2 separate regions of the Zea mays genome follow, and region 2 is linked to region 1. A link is a contact called in public Hi-C data. All regions are on one chromosome and are shown on one strand. Each heading gives the region's core, a stretch centred on a gene start, on an enhancer-like site or on the middle of the called end of the contact. The rest is flanking DNA. Distances are from core to core; before and after follow the strand shown. Region 1 holds the start of LOC100281440. Region 2 holds the start of LOC100277994.

Evidence for each region. Hi-C and Micro-C count contacts between places; a contact is called where the count stands out from the background.
Region 2: a contact with region 1 is called in a Hi-C map of tassel, with 2.2 times the contacts expected there. The contact joins the promoter of LOC100277994 here to the promoter of LOC100281440 in region 1. A contact is called at or near these places in 4 of 25 Hi-C or Micro-C datasets (ear, leaf and tassel).

What each region holds. Positions count from the first base shown.
Region 1 is chr2:241,882,428-241,885,740 of Zm-B73-REFERENCE-NAM-5.0, forward strand. LOC100281440 reads right to left here and starts at 1,893. Exons shown (of 11, transcript NM_001154358.2): 1 at 1,200-1,893; 2 at 1-120. The coding sequence starts at 1,750.
Region 2 is chr2:242,198,359-242,201,761 of Zm-B73-REFERENCE-NAM-5.0, forward strand. LOC100277994 reads right to left here and starts at 2,125. Exons shown (of 6, transcript NM_001367302.1): 1 at 968-2,125; 2 at 745-864; 3 at 228-344; 4 at 57-146. The coding sequence starts at 2,101. It overlaps LOC103648290, which reads left to right. Exons shown (of 5, transcript XM_035965603.1): 5 at 1-664. It also overlaps a transcript of LOC100216644 not described here.

The sequences.
Region 1 (3,313 bases), core at 643-3,142:
CTCTTATCCTGGAACTTCTCACGGAATGCATTCCTGTGGTGACTAAAGGTAGCCCGTTTTATTCCATTTGGTAATAATTCATTGTGCTCAGGAAACTTTTGTGCAATCTGGCTTGTCACCCTATAGCCACAAAACAATTAAGGATCAGGAAATAACTCAAAAGCAATGAAAAATGAGTTTTAGCTGGGCTCAATTATATATAAATATATCCATTTTGAGCAAAAAAATGTGGATTATAATTAAAAGGAAAAGGACTAGCCAGCAAAAGGGTGGTCATGTGATGCAACTCTAGTTTTCCTCAGACAAGTGTCTCTATGCACTTGTGAGTTAAATTTAATTGTAGAAAACCAAACACCATCATAAATGGTCAATAGTACAGTAGCACAAAAAAACCGGAAGTTTTGCGTTAAGTGAATGGTGATGGATCTGTCAGCCTCCTTTTTTTCCCTTACAATCCCAGTTTGCACGATCCGGCTCGTCACCCTTATGGTCACACATCCACCTTGTCACTCCCATGTAAAAAAACATTGCATGTTCCAATGTAAACCTTTCTTGATTGTATGATTCATTATGAACCCATGATGATAGTAAGTTAGTAACCTAGTGCATAAAAATGCACTTCTCCCGTAAAAGTTCATGAATGATGAAATGGTCCTGTAATTAACTCAAACCACCTAGCCTATCCTACATGTTCATATACCACCACAAAAACCATGCCCGATTCATGTAGGGTATGAAACAGTGATAGGACTTTGCCACTCTTTTGTTGATTTCTGTCCAGGACAGATGAACTGTAGGGCAATAGCAGTAGATGTCGGTTTGAGCAATTGTCAAGTGCCAGAAATCCTGTCTCAAATTCAGTTGAAACATTCTAGTACAGAGACAGTTCCAATCCCCCGCGTTCCTACATTTCCACATCTCAATAAATGCTAAGAATCCCTGAATAACCATAAACGCCTTTCGGCTACTGGCTGAAAGCAACATCTCAACCGATTGTTGGAACTACAGGATCGTACAGTGTCAATTGCAAATGTAGCACTTCCTCTACACACGTGAATGTCACTCCCCATAACAGTCTCCGGGCAATCAAATCGTGCCGTGCTTCACATCCAGATATCCAACCGTTTGAATTCAGATGAAATTGGGCGAAAGAAGAAAAGGGGGGATTTTTTCTAAGAAAAGGAAGAAATGGCCCGCACCTGGGCGCGTGCGTCGTCCTGTCGCACCACCCATCGGCGGCCCCGGCCCCGGACGGATCCGGTGGCCTGGGCGAGGGCAGCGGCAGCGGGTGGAGGACGGGCGAGGACGCGGACCTGGGCGGCGGCGCGCCGCCCTCCCTGGCGCTGGCGGACCTGGAGACGAGGGTGGGTACCGGGATCTCGATGGCCTCGGAGGCGGTGGCGAGGCGCCTCTGCTGCGGCGGAGAGGAGGAGGACGACCTGTCGGAGACGTCGACGCGGAGGTCCCCGAGCGCGACGTAGAGGTCGTCGACGTGGCGCAGCTTTCGCTGGCGGGTGAGCTTGGGCGGCGCGAGGAGGTCCCTTCTCCCGGCGCGGCCTCCGGGCTGGACGCACGAGGTGGACGCCCGCGCGGGAGAGGACGGCGTGGATGCGGAGGAGAACGGGGTGACGGGCGAGCGGTGGAACGCGGACTTGGAGCGCTTCCACCAGGACGGCATCGTCACGGCCAGGGGTGGGAGGAGGACGAGGGAACGAAACACTAGCCGCCGTGCGCGTAGGGTTAATGGCATTGGAGGCGGGGACGCGAGGGCGGGGCGCGGAGCGGGTGGACGGCGACGGCGACGGCCGCGGCCACGACGACGACCGCCTCCATTCTGAGTCGGGGGCTTTATTTTTTTTTCCTTTTTTTACTTGTCGTTTTGTTTGGGAGGCGGTCGTTGGTTTCGCGGGTACCGTAAGGGTGGCCCACATGTCATGGAGGTGAGTCTCGCCTCGCCCACGGGGCAACAACCAAAGTCCAACCACCAGTCAAACCCCACATCGCATTTCGTTTCATTTTGGTCTTAAAAAATGTTTTATCTTATGGTGGTAGGTTAGTCTTAATTAGCTTTGTTTTTAGCAGCCTTTTTGTCACATACATGCTATCTTTTTATAGTACTGAATGATTCTCTAAATAAATTAGATCTTTTTTGGAAGCGAACAACCATAGGAATAGATACACAGTGATAAAATGGAGAGCTTTGTTCTTGTTCTTACCAAAAATTTGAGTTACAATTACAACCTACTAAGTGACTTTACAAACTTATTAGTAAATATAGAGTTTGTCAACAATTTTTTACAAATAATACTTAGAAAATAAAACCACTGATAAAGTCCAATGAAAATAGGAAATTCACACTTTTGTTTAGGTCCTACAAAGGTTAAAAACTGCTTCATTAACCTTTTTCTTATTTTAGGGCCTATTTGGAAGCACTCTGTTTTTAAGAAACCGGTTTATAGAAAGTGGAGTGGTTCTAACTTTCTAAGCATATCGGTTGACGTCTCAGTTTATAGAAATCGGGTTTCTAATTTTTTTTTTAAAACCAAGAGGCTACTCTCCCGTTGCTAAAAACAACTTTTGTTTGTTTAATTATATCATGCCCTTGTTGGTTTCATGAAAATTACATTTATTGCCACCACTTTTAAAATAGATGAAGGCTATGTTAGTAATTGTGTATCAAAAAACTAGAAACGGGAGATATAAACTGATTTTTATAAAACTGACGTGCTTCCAAGCATGCCCTTAGTATTCATGATGGTAACCAAATTAAGTTTTGGAGTGTAAGTGGCTACAGAACTATGTTCTTAAAAAGGGAAATATCTGTCCATATTTCATATAGAAAGAAACATGTCTTAATGACACATGTCTTTAGCATTGCTATGGTAATTAGATGTAAGTTTTCTTAGGCCCTGTTCAGAAGCGACCTAGTTTTTAAGAATCCAGTTTATATCTCTAGTTTCTAGAAACTAGTTTATGAAAAAAAACTGATTAACGATGTTTGGAACCACCTCAATTTTCATAAACTAGTTTTAGACAGGGGAGACTCTTCTTAGTTTTTAAGAAACTAGGAATCTAGTTTCTATAAACTGGGCATAAACTGATATGTTTGGAACCACCTTAGTTTTCAAAAACTAGTTTTTTTTAAAAAAAATCGAGGGCTTCCAAACATGCTCTTATACCTTTTGGTGGGGGGAAATTATAAAATCGGAACATTTTAATTGCCAAAGTTGCGTTGGTACACCATGATGAAGAAAATGTTAATATCAATTGGAAGCTTTCAATGAAATGGGTTTCTACCGTATAAGTGACGTAG
Region 2 (3,403 bases), core at 875-3,374, 320 kb after region 1:
GTCATGTGATTCAAAGAGAACTAACTGGAAAAAGAAGTTCTGTATGACGGCAGCACCTTAGGCAGCTGGGCTCTCGTGGAGTTCCCTATGGTGTGCATGGCATCAACCGCAGAGCTAAGAGCGTTTCTTATCCCTTGAATATCTGCCTGAAAACATGAGGTCTCAGTATTTCAAGATGAGAAGCAACAGATTGACGAAACTTAGTTCCTGGTTTATGGAACACCAACCACTGCTCCATCGGAGACAGGAAGGCGCAGGACGGTGGCAGTCAGAGCCTGTGTAGTTCCTGACAAAGAATGGGCATGGCCCCTCTCCAAGAAGGGCCATTCTTCCAGGTATTTCATCTGCGTTTTTTAGCCCCAGGAAGTCAGGAGGAGGGGTCAGTCAATGACCCGACCCCTACTGGTTAATGTAAATACATACGTAGGAATAAAAAGAAGATAGCTTGTACTTTCATCTGCATATTGTAATTTTATCAGATTTTGTGCGGACAATGTGTACTCAGAACGAATCTAGTGTCATAAATTAGCGATTAGTTACTCCAGCGCGGCAAACTGGGTGTACGAGCTTTAACCTTTAAGATAGCAATTATAGTTGCATCTTCATGAACCATGTCATGGCCATTTTAATTTGCAAGCTAGTATGAAGTCCGTTTTATCAGTGAGATGGGTTGTCAGTGTTGTGGAACAGATGGAGAATTGAGCTGTATAAAGGAAGCAAAGGATCAGCGTATGATCTTCGTACGTGTCCTCTCAGAATCGCCATGAGTTTGCACCTGTTTTGAAGCAGCTGGAGCTGCATCTTTCTAATGGCGACGGATTTGCGCATCCTCAGGATGGAAATCCATGCGCCACACAATTTTTTCTGTCATAAACATTTAGAACCATCAGCTGCTGTGTTACCGAAATGCAAATGATGAATTGAACTGAATCAACTGATACGAACAGAACGGAGGCCAGCCACTCACCTCTGCACCCGCGGTCTGCGACGAGATGGCAGCTCCAGCCTGCGCATTCACGAGCCGCCACTGCGACTCCCTGGTGTAGAGTAGTCTCAGCTGGTGCTCCTCCTCGGCCTTGATCGCCGCCAGGAGTTTCGGCTTCACGTCACCGTCCACGCCACAGCCAGTAGGACAAGCCTTGCCCTGCGTGTTCCCGGCGGAGGCAGGCACCTCCGTGGAGCGCCGGACCGGCGGGGACGACGAGTCGTCCGCGCCCCTCCTCCTAAACGCACTGGCCACTGGCTTGCTCGGCGACGGCTGCTTCAGAGACGCCCTGCTGAACGGCGAAGACAGCAAGCCGGTGAACAGTGACCTCTTCTTCACTGGCGCCGATGCTGGAGTCGACGAGGCAGGCGCGCGTGACGGCGATGGCATGACCTGGTACTGGTAGTACGCGAAGCGTTCGGAGCGGGTCCCCGTGGCGTCGCGCGTGAACCGCGCGGAGGCGCTCATGGCGCCCCTCGGCGACGGGCGCGGGGCCGAGCCGACGGCGCTGCGTCGGGTCGCGCCGCCGTCCCCGCCGGACGACGCGCTGTCCGTGTCGGAGGACAGCTCTAGCAGGTACTCGTTGGCGCCGTCCACCGACGCGCGCCGCGGCGTCCCGCGGAGCGCCGTCGACGGCGCGGCGGCAATCGTTTGAGCCTCCTTCCTGCTCGAGGCGGAGAACTCCACGCTCCTGGAGCCGCACGGCGCAGACGGTGGCGGCCACCGGTACGTGTTCTGGCTCGCGTCGGACACCTTGGCGCGCGGCGCGGACCTCTTTGGGGGTTCCGGCGCGGAGGCGGGGCTTGCCCTGCCGGTTTCCATGGAGTAGGTCGGCGTCTGGAACGCGACCACGAGCGTCCGTGTCGTCGTGGTGGCGCTCCCGCCGGTGGAGGCGGGCGTCTTCGGTGCTGGCGACTTGGCAGGGGAGGAACTGGAGATGGAGGTCGGTTTGGAAGGAGGGGTGAGGTAGCGGGAGGCGACGGCCTTGGCCTTGGCCCCCCGCGCCGTGGCGGCGACGTAGCCGGCGCTTGCGTTGGGGAGCTGCGCGGGGCGGCGGCGGGCGGGCGGCTCCAGCGCAGGCGTGGCCACGGTGGCGTCCACCGATGTGGGTGGCATCGTCGTTGCTGGCAGTAGGTCAATGCATGGGCTGAGATGCTTACTGTTTATTTATAGGCTCCATCTTGTGCACGTACGTGCGTCTCGATCTTCCAGACCCAGAATCCAGTTTGGCAACAAAACACTGTTAAAATTTAAGAAAATTTATATTATATAGCAAAGTTAATCTTACTGACCACAACGATGTTCTGATTCATCACCGTTTGGACATATTTTGAATTATGGTCTCGAGAATTGAAGGTCTGATGATGCACACGTATAGGTGTACATTTGTGCTGTGCCTAATAGGCCGGCCCAAAGCACACAATTTCTGGCACGGCCCATATCTGGCACGGCCCAACCTAATTGTGGGCCTGGGTTGGCACGGCCCACATTGTGGGCCGTGCCTGGACCTCATGTCAAGCCCACGGGCCGGCCTGGCACGGCCCATTTAACTAAGGCCCACCGAGGCCCACTAAATATAGACTCAGTATTTAACTAAGGTTCATCAAAGCCCACATGACTAGCATAACTTGGAGAATCTAGAGCTTCAATAAGCCATCGAGAACCAATACCTAGATATGGATAGTGAATAGTGATGATCATTGTATATGTATTCTGTATGGATGTATAGTACTCAATTAAACACTAAACAGAGAATTTATGAGCTAGTTGTAATATTTTTTTCTTTCTGACCAAAGGTTTATAATGTGCATCCACAAAACATCTTAGTTTTATTTTGGTCATATATATATATATATATATATATATATATATATATATATATATATATATATATATATATATATATATATTATACTTTTTGTTGATGTATTACTGTTGTATGTATATGGGCCGGTCTGGCATATTAAGGTATTTTGGGCTATTTGGGCCGGCCTGGCACACATAACTAATTGTGGGTCGTGCCGTAGGCCGATGACTGGGCACACGTGCTGGCACGGCACGGCCCATAATTAGATATGTGCTTTTGTGGGCCGTACCTTTGTGGGCCGTGCTTTTGTGGGCCTGTGCCGTGCCGGGCCAGACCGGTCCACGTGTACATGTATATGCACACGGCATATATTACGCTCATCTCTAAACTACTAGCTATATATTAGCCAATGTCTTTCGAAACCTTTTGTAAATTAATTAAAACGTACATCGGTCCTAGGATGGCCATAAATCCATAACATTTCTTTTGCGTATAAAGTCGTTAGATTAGATATACGGACGCGCTAGAATCAGTATTAGGTGAGACTAGTGTGGTAGGTTGTTTCGTTCCTTCCCAATGCCAAAGGACCTAATCAATCAATCTAGCTACGT